Regions from separate parts of the Pan troglodytes genome. Here region 1 is linked to region 2. A link is a contact called in public Hi-C data. All regions are on one chromosome and are shown on one strand. Each heading gives the region's core, a stretch centred on a gene start, on an enhancer-like site or on the middle of the called end of the contact. The rest is flanking DNA. Distances are from core to core; before and after follow the strand shown. Region 1 has its middle 41 kb from the start of IGLL1. Region 2 holds the start of BCR (BCR activator of RhoGEF and GTPase).

Region 1 (2,826 bases), core at 44-2,543, 260 kb before region 2:
CTGGCCACTCCACCATGTCTCCCAGCCCCATCTCCCTCTTGAGGGCCACGTCTCTGGGTTTTGTGAGGCTGAATTCTTCTCAGCTCTCAGGTGTTAAGACTGTCTCCTCAAAGAGGCCTTCCTGAGCCCCCGCTCCATGACTATCCTGCCAGCATTCTCTCTTCCTCGGGTGGCTGTGGGTTTGTTCCTGCCCAGGTGGAGTGGGCTACTTCCCGCCACGCTGTCCCTCTACCCTTAGGATCCAGGGCAGACCAGTGGGGGCGGGGGGAGTTTCGCCGCAGATGCTGGTGACTCCAGGGGACAACCCAGGTCCCTTCCCCTCTGGGGTGCTCTGAGTCCTGAATTGACTTGGAATGTCCAGGCCCAGCCCTGGCTCTGGGCCCTGCTAGATCACTGGTGGGTCTTCTCCAAGGAGCCAGGCCCCAGCCTAGGCCCACCCTTCCAGTGAGCTGAACAAAGGGAGGGTGGGGGCTGCTGTCTGGAGCAGGCCTGGAAGGGGAGCCCACTGCTCAACCCTGACAGCCCCTGCCAGACTCCCCAGGATCCAGTAGTGGAGCAAGGGGGTGGGAGGGGGCAAGGGGTGGGAGGAGACCAGCTTAGGTGCTGAGTCCCTTGGTGGTCTGTGCCTCAGAGCCCCAGGGACACTTTTCCACCCCTCCCCCACCCCCCTTTCTCCTGCCCTTCCTCCCTCCCTTCCTCCTCCCTGTCCTGCCCTCTTCCTGCCCTTCCCTCCCTTGTCCCTCCCCCTCCTTATCTCCCTCTTTCCGTCCTTCTCTCCTTCCCTCCCTCTCTCCTCTCCCTCCCACCTTCCCTCCCTCATCTCCGAGCCCTCCTCCCCAGCCCTGCCCTTCACAGCTCTGCTTTCGAGATCTCCCTGTTTCTGAGGTTCTCTCTCCCTCTCCCCTTTTCTCTCTCCAGTTCTTTCCTCCCCACCTTGCCCCTATCCATGAGTGGGGTCACGGGGCCCAGTGGTTTGCAGCTCCCAAAGCAGTCATCTCTCTGTATCGGCGCCTCTGCAATACTGAGGCTACCTGAGCCTGGACCTGCAGTCCTGCTCCTCAACTCCCCCCCAACTCTCCTCCTCTTCTTTCCTGCACCCTCCCTCCCCATCCTCCCTCCTTCGCTCTCTTCCCTCTCAAGCCAGTATTTTTAGCTCACTGCTGTGCATTCGTGTGCAGGCTACTCTCTGACACCTGGATGAGGTTTTTTCTGCCATGGCAGCCCCAAGGGCAGCTGGCAGACTTTTCCCTCTTAAGTTTGTAGTGCACTCCCCTCTTCCGCCGCTGGGGCCTCGGCTGGATGGGGGCTGGTCTCTCGCCTGCCTGGGTCTGGGGCCCCAGCTCTGTGTCTAGGCCTGCCGCTGTCTGGCCTCCCCTTCCTGCCGCTGCCTCCCTCACCTGCTCCCCCTCCTCTCCCTCCTCCTCGGCCTTTGTCTCTGGAAGACAGGGAGCCTCTCACTGCCTTCCCCTCCCTTCTCTTCTCATTTAGCCCTTTCCTTGGGCAGCCTCTCTCAAGGTTCCAATCCTTCTCCATTTGTTCCTCTCCTTCCCTGCCTTCCTTTTTCCACCTCTTCCTTTTCTCCCTCCCCTTTTTCTCTCCTCTCCTGACACCGTTCTGCCTGCTTTTAGGGAATGGAAAAAAACCCACAGTTGGAATGTGGGGACCCCAGCTTCTCTCCCCCATCCCCTATTTTTCTCTGCCCTCAGCAGCCTCCCCCTGGACAACAGGGTGGGGGGAATCAGGTGGGGGCATTGTGAGGGGATTCTGGGGCTGAGGGGGTTCCTGGAGCCCACGTCTCCAAGCCAAACCTTCTGCAGGGCCCACCCTGATGCTCATGGCTTTCTGGGACTCCCAGGGGTCCAGCCTGGCTCTGGTGGGACCTCCATGCGGCCTGGGAGGGGGCCAGCACAGCCCTGCTCCTTCCCCAGGCTGTCTCTGCCTCTCCAGCCTGGGTCTTCAGAGATTTCTTCTCAACGCACCTCCCTCCCTCTTCCCCCATCTGGCATGAACCTGAATTGATCTTTGTGAATATCACTTAAAATAAGCAACCTGTTGTCCTCAGCACTTTACTGTTTGCACATCTCTCTGCTCAGGTCACAGCAACTACGTACCTCGGGCCCTATTTCACTCTCCCTGGTGATAAAGGAGGCACCTGCCCAGCGCCTCGGGCGCTGCCAGCAGACCCACCTGAACAGGACCCAGGTCTCACCTCGCTGAGCCTTCACGCAGGCACCAGGCTTGATACCTTCCCGGGGCTCAGAGACCCAGAGAGGCAGCGTCCTCTGCCCAAGGTCACACAGCCCCAGCTGGTGCAGAGAAAAGGTGTTTGGGGCTAAGTGTGAGAAACTTGCAGCCTTGGGGGACTCCACCATCTCTTTCCGGGGCTGGTCTCATGCCTGTCCTCTCCCCAGGTCAGGATGGGGCTGGGAGTGAGGGAGCCCCCGCCCCGCTTTGCTTCCCCACCTGCTCCTGACCCCCGGGCTTTTCTGTGGGGCTGACTCAGGATGGCTGGTGGAGAAGGTGCTGCCTGTGCCCCACACCACGTGCTGGCTTTGTCCTCCTCATCCCATCCAAGACCCTCTGTCTGCCCCACTCTCTGGGCCCCCTGCTGCGGTCTGGACTCAGCTTCCCTCCTCCTCCCCTCTCCTCTCTCCTTTTCCTTTTCTCTCCCTCAGGCCTCTGCTTTCCCGATTCTGCCACCTGGACTGGCTCCTGGCTGGGACCCCTCCATCCTGTCTGTCATCCCTCTCTCCGAGGGCCTCTCCCCCCAGCTATGTCATGTCCCCTGCTCTCCGTGCATTTCCACCACAGTCTCTGTGTCACCCC
Region 2 (2,707 bases), core at 118-2,617:
CTGCGGGGCCAGGTAAGGCGCTTCTCCTGCTCAGAGGTGCTCTGGCTGCGCAGGAGCGGGCCCTTGCCCTCCCCTTCCATCATGCCCCCGACGTAGATGCTCTGGTAGGGCTGGTACTCCAGGGGCGGCCAAGGGGGCCTGCTACCGCCATTGGCGTCGATCAGGTTGTCCTTCAGGAAGCGGGGGTTCAACTCGGCGTCCTCGTAGTCGCCGTCGACGCCGCAGCTGCTCTCCGAGGTGCGTCCCCGGTAAGGGGGCCTGGATGCATCCCCCACGCTCGAGCCCGCGCCGTGCTGGGACTTTTTGCGCTCCATCTGCATGGCCTGGCTGCCCAGAGAGCTGATGCGGTCCGACACCTCTTTGTCGTTGACCTTCACCAGGCCGCGCTCGTGGTGAAACTCGACGTTCACGTAGAAGGGCTTCTCGGCGTCCGCCCCGGGCTGGCCATGGCCCTTGCGGATCCGCTCGAAGTTGGACCTGAGCGCCGCCACGCTGGCGGGGGGTCCCCGGTCGTCCCGTTCCCCCGACGCGGCTGCCCCGGGCCTGCGGGCGGTCCCGGGCCTGGCCTTACCCGGAGAACCCTCGCCGTCGGGCCGGGCCTCGGGCTCCTCGGCGGGCGGCGGGTCGGCTCCGTCGGCGGGCGCTGGCTGCGGGCGCGACGCGGACCCTCGGGGCTCGGAGGCGCCGTCGGGGGCCTGCGCCGCGCGCCGGAAGCCCCATCGCTGCCGGTCATAGCTCTTCTTTTCCTTGGCCAGCAACGTCTGCAGGTAGATCATGCGGAAGCGCTCCTGGTTCACCTCCTGCTCCAGGCGCCGAATGGAGGCCTTGCAGCGCTCCAGCTCCTGCTCGATGTCGCCCACTGAGCGCAGCTCCATGCGCGGCGGCTCTGAGTCCGGGAACTGCGCCTTCCACGCCTCCGCGAAGCCCACCGGGTCCACCATGGCGCGGCCGGCCTCACCTGCGCCGCCGGGCTGCGCGCGGGGCCCGTCTCAGCGGCGGCGCGGCGGCCTCGCCAGGCCCGGCCCCGGGCGCCGGGCGGCCCCCATGGCCCCGCGCGGCGGCGGCGGCGAACAATGCCCGCCCACTCCCTGGTGGCAGGTGAGGCGGGGCGGGGCGCGCGGGGGGGAAGGGCGCGGGCTGCGCGCGCCGCTATTGTGTGCGGGGCTCCTCCGCACAGCGAGGCGCGGGCGCTGCTCTCCGCTCCGCCAGGCCGCCGCCAGACTCTGGCCACGGCCCGCGCGCTCCTCGCCTCTCGCTCCCGCACCGCCCCACAGCCCCGCCGCCGCCGCTGCCGCCGCCGCCGCCTCCTCGGACGCTAAGCTCAGCCAGCCGGCTCTCGCCGCATTCCCGCCCGGCCCGCACTCTGCGCCGCAGGAAGGGGAGGGCCGGGGGGCGGTGGCCGCGGCGCGGATGACGGAGCCAGGCGGGCCTCTTAAAGGGGCCGCGCCGTGGGCACAGGGCGGGGGGGCCCCCCCGGAGGCGGCTCCCCCATCGAGCCGCCACCCTCCCCCCGTCCCTGTGCCTTTTGGGAAACTGAGGCCCTAACAACAGCGAATTGGACTGTGCAACTCGCAGCCCAGGGGTTCCCCATAGAAAGGACACCGGACTCCCTGGTCCATAAAGACCTTTCCAATACAGAGGTCTGGGCCAGTTCTGCAGTCCTGGAACAGGAACACTTGGCTCCCCTCCGGCCAGGAGGACTTCTCCGGCCAGTCCAGCCGCGTGTCCCCAAGCCCCACCACCTACCTCATGTTCCGGGACAAGAGCTGCTCTCTCTGGCAGAACTCGCAGCAGTCGTCCGACAGAAGCAACCTCCCCTCTCTGCCCCTACCACGCCGCAGTGCCATAAGCGTCACCGGCACTGCCCAGTCGTCGTGTCAGAGGCCACCATCGTGGGCGTCTGCAAGACCAGGCAGATCTGGCCCAACGATGCGGAGGGCACCTTCCATGGAGACGCAGGTAAGTTCCTCACACCTCACAGCCCGGCCTCTCACCAGCCTCAGGGCTGGGCACACTAGGGACCACCCAGCAGGGCCCAACTCACAGAGAGGCCAGGACCAGGCAGGTCACCCCGCAAGGCAGGGAGGGCCAGGCTGAGTAACCAATGCCAGCACCCTTGTTTCAGCGGGCCTCTCACGTTGTGGATCTGCTGTGGGTGGCTGCCACACGGGTTTGTCACAGCAGGACCACATGATGGATGATAAATAGGGATTTCTCCCTCAGGTCACTCAATACCCACACCTGCCTTCCTGTGTGCTGAGCCATGTGTTTGTCCCCTGGCCTCTCTTGAGCTCCAGAGGTCAATGTAGTTTTTCCAGGACGACCTGACTCAGAACTTCCCTGATTAGCCTCCCTCTAAGGGGGCCGCCAGCCTGCACTGAGGTCCGCAGGGCTGGGTGGAAGACAGAACAGCCCAGAGCAGGGAGTGAAACAAAATCTTTGATGGTTCTCTGGGGACACAGAGATCTGAGACACAGTGGAGAGCACTCTGCAGGGACTCTGATGGGCACAAAATGAAAATACCCAAACCAGCCCGCTGGGTTGGGGGAAAAGGAAACAGGATTTGGCAAATGAATTACTGGGCTTGAGTCCTGACCACCTCTCCCTCTCTGCCTCAGTTTCCTTGAAGTGAGAAGCACATCCACCTCCAAGTGCTGTTGTCCCTGTGTGGATGTTAGGGATTATCATGCCCTCCTCCCAATGCCAG

Evidence for each region. A called contact is a pair of places that touch in the nucleus more often than the background predicts.
Region 1: a contact with region 2 is called in a Hi-C map of stem cell-derived neural progenitor cells, with 4 times the contacts expected there. The contact joins the enhancer-like site here to the promoter of BCR in region 2. A contact is called at or near these places in 1 of 7 Hi-C or Micro-C datasets (stem cell-derived neural progenitor cells) and 1 of 1 datasets of contacts at active chromatin or transcription factors (stem cell-derived excitatory neurons).

The regions. Positions count from the first base shown.
Region 1 is chr23:25,459,983-25,462,808 of NHGRI_mPanTro3-v2.0_pri, reverse strand. No RefSeq gene overlaps it. Among named protein-coding and RNA genes, the nearest start is that of IGLL1, 41 kb to the left of the region's middle. Within about 2 kb of position 1,293, at least 10 of the 24 cell types and tissues checked have an H3K27ac peak or open chromatin away from gene starts, as enhancers often do. A contact at or near this core is called in stem cell-derived excitatory neurons and stem cell-derived neural progenitor cells, where this site is marked.
Region 2 is chr23:25,197,273-25,199,979 of NHGRI_mPanTro3-v2.0_pri, reverse strand. It overlaps BCR (BCR activator of RhoGEF and GTPase), which reads right to left and starts at 1,367. Exons shown (of 23, transcript XM_016939532.4): 1 at 1-1,367. The coding sequence starts at 941.